Linked DNA regions of Mus musculus: region 1 is linked to region 2. A link is a contact called in public HiChIP or PLAC-seq data. All regions are on one chromosome and are shown on one strand. Each heading gives the region's core, a stretch centred on a gene start, on an enhancer-like site or on the middle of the called end of the contact. The rest is flanking DNA. Distances are from core to core; before and after follow the strand shown.

Evidence for each region. HiChIP or PLAC-seq counts read pairs in DNA pulled down with a chosen protein or histone mark.
Region 1: a FOXA1 HiChIP or PLAC-seq map of pancreatic cancer cells shows a contact between it and region 2. The contact joins two enhancer-like sites. A contact is called at or near these places in 1 of 484 Hi-C or Micro-C datasets (nephron progenitors), 4 of 115 datasets of contacts at active chromatin or transcription factors (bone marrow-derived macrophages, neural tube, pancreatic cancer cells and 1 more) and 1 of 9 other capture datasets (liver).

Annotation. Positions count from the first base shown.
Region 1 is chr8:119,883,993-119,887,221 of GRCm38.p6, reverse strand. No RefSeq gene overlaps it. Among named protein-coding and RNA genes, the nearest start is that of Klhl36, 23 kb to the right of the region's middle. Within about 2 kb of position 1,446, at least 101 of the 459 cell types and tissues checked have an H3K27ac peak or open chromatin away from gene starts, as enhancers often do. A contact at or near this core is called in pancreatic cancer cells, where this site is marked.
Region 2 is chr8:119,710,664-119,713,825 of GRCm38.p6, reverse strand. All of the region lies in intron 1 of Atp2c2 (ATPase, Ca++ transporting, type 2C, member 2), which reads right to left. Among named protein-coding and RNA genes, the nearest start is that of Atp2c2, 12 kb to the right of the region's middle. Within about 2 kb of position 1,390, at least 82 of the 459 cell types and tissues checked have an H3K27ac peak or open chromatin away from gene starts, as enhancers often do. A contact at or near this core is called in pancreatic cancer cells, where this site is marked.

The DNA of each region.
Region 1 (3,229 bases), core at 197-2,696, 170 kb before region 2:
AAGAACATGACAAATCCCAATAAAGCCAGGCATGGGGGCTGGAGAGTTGGCTCAGAAGCTAAGAACACTTGTTGTCGCAAAGGACCGGGGTTTGACTCTAGCACCCACATGAAGTCTCACCACTTCTCAAGCACTAGCACCAGCGTACAGACACACACAAACACAAAAAATTCATAAATTCATACGCTTAAGACAATAAAATTTAGAAGAAGAAGAAGGAGGAGGAGGAGGAAGAGGAGGAGGAGGAGGAGGAGAGGGAGAGAGAGAGGGAGAAGGAGAGGAGGAGGAGAGGAAGAGGAAGAGGGAGAAGAGGAGGAGGAGTAGGAGGAGAAGAAGGCAGTAGCAGCAGCAGCAGCAGCAGCAGCAGCAGCAGCAGCAGCAGCAGCAGCCAGGGGACTGGAGAGATGGCTCAACAGTTAAGTTCACTGACTGCTCTTCCAGAGGTCCTGAGTTCAAATGCCAGCAACCAGATGGTGGCTCACAACCATCTGTAACAGAATCCAGTGCCCTTTTCTGGTGTGTCTGAAGACAGCTGCAGTGTAGTCATATACATTAAATAAATAAATAAATAAATAAATAAATACATCTGTAAAAAAAAAAAAAAGAAAAAGAAAAAAAAGGCCAGGCAGGGGGCCAGAGAGATGGTTCAGTGGTTAACAGCTGTTGCTCTTCTGAAAAGACTTAAATTTCTAGGTTCCCAGCACCTGCTCCAGGGGAAATCTGAGGCCCTCTTCTGTCCTCTATGGGCACTGCACTCAAGCGCACACAATCACAGAAACACACAAAATACAAACAAACAAATAAAAGTATCTTAAGGCAGGGTGGTAGTGGCACACACCCTTTATCCCAGCTATCAGAAGACAGAAGTAGTTGGACCTCTGAGTTCCAGGCCAGCCTGGTCTACAGAGGGAGTTTCAGGACAGACAGGGCTACACGTAGAAACCCTGTCTCAAATAAACAAAAAATGAATGAATGAATGAATGAATGAATGAATGAATGAATAAAAAGAAAAATGTATGGTAGTCCACACCTGTGATCTCGGCACTTGGGAGGTTGAGGCTGGATGGCAGGGAGCTGGAGGTCTGTGGGGGCTAGCTACTGAATGAGTGGCTAGGCCATCCTGGGCTGGAGTTTTGTAAAACTGAAACCGGAGCTAGACTTTGAGCTGTGGGCAGGGGTGACGGACAGAGACTGGAGACCAGGTCTCTTGAATGCTAGCTGGGAGCACAAGAGCCTCAGAAGTCAGGACTGTATTTTTTAGCCCCTTTGGATGTCTGAAGAGCCTATGCAAGGGCTCAGGGGGATGAATCACAGGCAGAGGCAGCCTGATAAACTGGGAACAAAGCCAGAGCTTGTCGGAGCTTAGCTCAAAGGGCCTGGGCCAGACCCCAGGGCTTCCTGCTGTGTCAACAGGAAAGGGCAGCCAGAGCTGTCTTCCTCCCCAGACAGCAGGTGTGAGCTCCTGAGGTCACTGCAGCATCAAGCCAGGACTCGCCAGCTACCACAGCAGCCTGGGCTTACCTAATAGAAAGACTGGACTTTGATCGGAACAAACCAGGCATGGCTGTTGGCTGTTGGCTGGGTATCAAGGAAGGGCTGTGGGTCCAGAGAGGTTCCCTACGGCATGAAGGGCAGGGAGAGTGTCCCTAGCCCAAGCTGGTCCAGAACTGAGGACTGCAGCTCTACACGGCCATCTGGATGGACGAAAGGTGTCCTAAGGCAGCCATGCAAGCTCCTGTTTAAAATGTTATTTATTTATTTTGGGGGAGAGGCACAGGCCACACCATGTGCCTGTGGGGTTACAAGGACAACTTACACAGTTGTTTCTCTTGCCACCATGAGTTCCAGGGAGCAAACTTAGATTGATCCCTTAGGTTGGTGGCCCTTACCTTGAGCCATCTTGCTGGTCCCCTTGTTAGAAAGAAGTCTTTGGGGTCGGAAAGATGGCTCAGAAGGTAAGAGCACTGACTGCTCTTCCAGAGGACCCAGGTTCAATTCCCAGCACCCACATGGCAGCTCACACCTGTGCGTAACTCTAGTTCCAGAGGATCCGACACCCTCACACAGACATGCAGGCAGGCAAAACACCAATGCACATGAAATTAAAAAAATAAAATAAAATAAATATTTCAAAAAAAATCTCAAGTCCTGGCTTGCAACCTATAGCTCTTTGGAGCCAACAGGATGAGGAGAATCGGGTGTGATTTTGCTTTAATTAGCTTAGTTCTGTAAATGGCCTTTTGAGAGATAATTCACACGCTATTTTTTCAAAAGATTTAATATATATATATATATTGATTGTAGCTGTCTTCAGACACACCAGAAAAGGGCGTCAGATCTCATTACAGATGGTTGTGAGCCACCATGTGTTTGCTGAGAATTGAACTCAGGACCTCTAGGAAGAGCAGTCAGTGCTCTTTACTGCTGAGTCATCTCTCCAGCCCAATTCATATGCTATTTAATGAACTCTTTAAGTGTATAACTTTGTGTGTGTGTGGGGGTGTGTGTGTGTGTGTTTCTCTGTGTAGCCCTGGCTGTCCTGGAGTTTGCTCTGTAGAGCAGGTTGGCTTTGAACTCAGATATCCACCTGCTGCTACTGCTGGATAATGGGATTAAAGACGTGTGCGCCACCATGCCTGGCTGTCAGCTGTCTGTGAGATAAGGGCCATGCTTGAGTCAACCTCTTTCCCATTGCTAGGCAATATCGGAATTCCCTGCTTGTGGCTTTAGCACCACCATCCAGCCAGAAACGGCACCATAATCCCTATATTGTGATATCTTAAGTGTACATCAGGGCTACCTGGAATCATGTTAAAACAGTTTGCTGTGTTTTTAATTTAGTGGGTCTAGGTTAACACTGCTGGCCCATAGCCTGTAGAATGAGAAACACACTTTTTTTTTCTTTCTTTCTTTCTTTCTTTTTTTTTTGAGAACATGATTTTAATATTTTCAATTGTTTATATTCAACAAACAGAATAATTATTTTAAGATATATTTCATTGTTATGTCTCCCTTTATATTTCTGATTTTATTAATTTGGATACTGTCTCTGTGCCCTCTGGCTAGTCTGGCTAAGGGTTTATCTACCTTGTTGATTTTCTCAAAGAGCCAGCTCCTGGTTTTATTGATTGTTGAGTCTGTATATAGTTCTTTTTGTTTCTGTTTGGTTGATTTTAGCCCTGAGTTTGATTATTTCCTGCCCTCTACTCCTCTCGGGTGTATTTGCCTC
Region 2 (3,162 bases), core at 141-2,640:
AGAAAGGCTGAGAGACCATAAGACCCAGCTCTCTAGGGAAAGGGGCTTATGAGAAAAAGCTCCCATTCTTCCCCAGCCAGCCCCGAGGGTATGCTGCAGGGCAGAGAGCAGTTCTTGAAGAGCCTCAGGTCCTACGCACCCTGAGAGGCAGGTCTCCTGAGAGGCAGGTCTCCTGAGAGGCAGGTCTCCTGAGAGGCAGGTCTCCTAGCAGGCAGGTCTCCTGACATAGTGTACGTGTGGTAGAGAAAGGAAAGGGACAGATTTTGCAAGCGAGTCCAGTAGGGCCCGGTGCTTTTTAGTATCAAGTGGGAAAAATTCCTCAAGGCAACAACCCAGGGAGCTGTGGCTAGACTGGAGGCTGCTTGCTCAGGATTCAAATTCTGGTTCCCCACCTGCCCACTGGGCCTCCTTCAGCAAAGCCCATGGCTTTCTTAAATCCTGGTGAGCCACCCTGTGGTATGAACTCAGTAAGAGCATACAGCCGAGACTGCCGAGAGACAGCCCCAGCTGCAGCCTAAGGTCAAGGCGGACAACGAGCTCCTGCCTGGGCTGCAGTGGTGTCTAGAGTATGCATGTGCATGCATGTATTTGCATGCATGCAGGTATGTGTGCACTTATGCGTGTGTGTGTGTGAGTGTATGTATGTGGATGTGTATGCACCTGTAAGCATGTGGAGGGGTGCGTGTGCGTGTGTGCATGTGTGTGTGTGTGTGTGTGTGTGTGTGTGTATGAGGCAAGGCCTAAAGGAGAATTCAGCTCTCAGTAAGACACATCATGACCCACCATGTGTGCTGTTCAAGAGGGACAGCATTGCCAGGGACCAGGGGACACAGCTGGGCTGAGTGGCAGCCAAAGTAATTGGAAACCAACACATAGCTGTCAAGGGAAGGAGACCGCTCACACACAGGTAAACCATGTGATTCAGAAATAGCCCTGTAACCAAGAAGTGCTCAGGGAGTGGACACGGGCTGTTTGGGATTTATGGGATTGAAATGTACGGGTGTATATATGCACAGACACAAGGCTGAGTATAGACAAACAGTGTGTGCATACACACACCCCCTTCATCCCATTAGCAAAGACAGAGAGATTTTTTTGTTTGTTTCTCAACCCAGAGGCCTAAGCAAAATGCACACCAGGATCTAAGAGACAAGGCTGCTTCTCGTGAGTCCAGCTTAGTATTTCTTCCCATTTCAACGGGCTCACCTGCTTCTGGGGAAGGCTAGAAGGACAAGGGGACCTTATGAAGGGTCTCTCACAAGCCAAAACTGGGCACCTAGAGCAAGCCGCAGTGAATACTGACAGCAGCAGACACGAACAGAGTCAAACCAGAATGCATGTGCTCACACATGTGGGGATGACTCAAGGGGCGGGGAGAAGAGGCGGCACAGGAAGTGGCTGAACAGTGGGATTGGGACATCACTCATCACGCTTTTCCTCGGGCAAGCATCACCCATGCAGGCCAGAGAGGGACACATCAGTCCTGGTTCAGGCTAGGAGCTGCCACCACCAGCAATGGGACACTCAGCATCACAAGGACACTGGGGACCTGGTAAAGGACTTGGAGCACAGCCATGAGGATCAGAGTTCAGTGCCCACCAGCATGCATGTAAAAGCCACACACAGCGGTACATGTCTGTAGTCCCAGTGCTGGGGGCGCAGAGGCAGACGATGCAGCAGAAACAGCGAGCTCCAAGTTCAGTGAGAAACTCAGTTTCAGAAAGTGGAATAGAGGAAACGCCCAACTCAAGGCTGACCTCAGCACACAGTGAGCACACACACACCCTCCACAAGGCCCTTTAGAGAGTAGACCTAATGTGTATCTGAGGAAACACCAGACCAGCCCAAATGGGGGGAATATTCCACAAAGTTATAAGCTTGGAATCTTTAAGATCTTCAGGGACCTCAGATGAGCATGGTAGCACACACTGTTAATACCAGCACTTGGGAGGCAGAGGCAGGTGGATGTCTGTGAATTGGAGGCCAGCCTGGTCTACAAAGAAAGTCCAGGACAGCCAGGGCTACACAGAGAAACCTTGACTTGAAAAACTAAAAAGTTCTACTGAGCTTGGAAGACAGCCAGGGACCTGAAAGATCAGGAAAACCAAGGAACCATTGCATATAGCAGGTGACAAGGAAGTTCCAGACCCCAGTGAGGCCACATGAATGTGCCCGAGGCTGAGTGGAGATACAGAGAGGACCATACAATCTTTATTGCAATTAAGAATAAACATCTTCAAGTGTTTAGGGTAATGGATCATCATGTAATTTGTGCCCAAATAGGGGTGGCAAGGGTGAAGGTGAGGTGGTCAGCATAGACATGTACTAACTATAAGTATCTGGATGAAGAACATTCAGTGTCTGTCTATTGGTCTCCAAACATGTCCCCCTTACGGCTGCAGACCCAGTTTGCATATTTACTGAGCACATCTGGTCCAGCACAGCTGCCAAGCCGGCGAGTACCGGCTTCCAAGTCTGTCCGAAAGGTTGGTGATTCGCAGTGACCACTTTGTTGAAGGGGGCAAGTGGTGTCCCAGGATCAGGAGGCCTGAGCACTGAGCCTACCTCCTGTTGGGCAGTGGTGCCACCTGTCCACCGCCCTGCCTCACAGACAGAGCCGGAAGCTCCAGGTCATCCACTCCTTCTGGGATCAGCTATACAAGGTGGGTTTCCTTAAGACCTGCTGTGACCTGCACAGCAGGAAGTAACAAGGCCTGAGCTGGGTCCAGGATGACAGGGAAGGCAACTCCAGGAAGCACCAAGCCTGTGTTCCTGGAAGCAGAGTCCCACCCTGGTTTCAGCTTCAGGCTCTACCGGCTGGTCGTGAGGCCACCTCTTCTGGAGACCAATAGATAAAGGTGGCTTTCCTCCAGCCCTGGGAAAAACTTGCCTGCCTCTTCCATTCAATGCCTAGGGCCTCCCTGTGGGCAGCATCAGACCCCTAACTTCAGTGAGGTTCCATCTCTGATCCCTGGTCTTGGGAGCCTTTGGTCCCAGGTCCCTGGCTGGAGCAGTGTTGAGGGCTGGGATTCATCTGGCCAGGAAGAGACAGGAAGAGTGACTGGCTTACTCACTCACTCACTCACACACAGTCCGTGTCCACGGGGCCAGTTGCATAAAACAGTTCGAAAAGAGGCTGAGGAGCCTAAGAGAAAAATATCC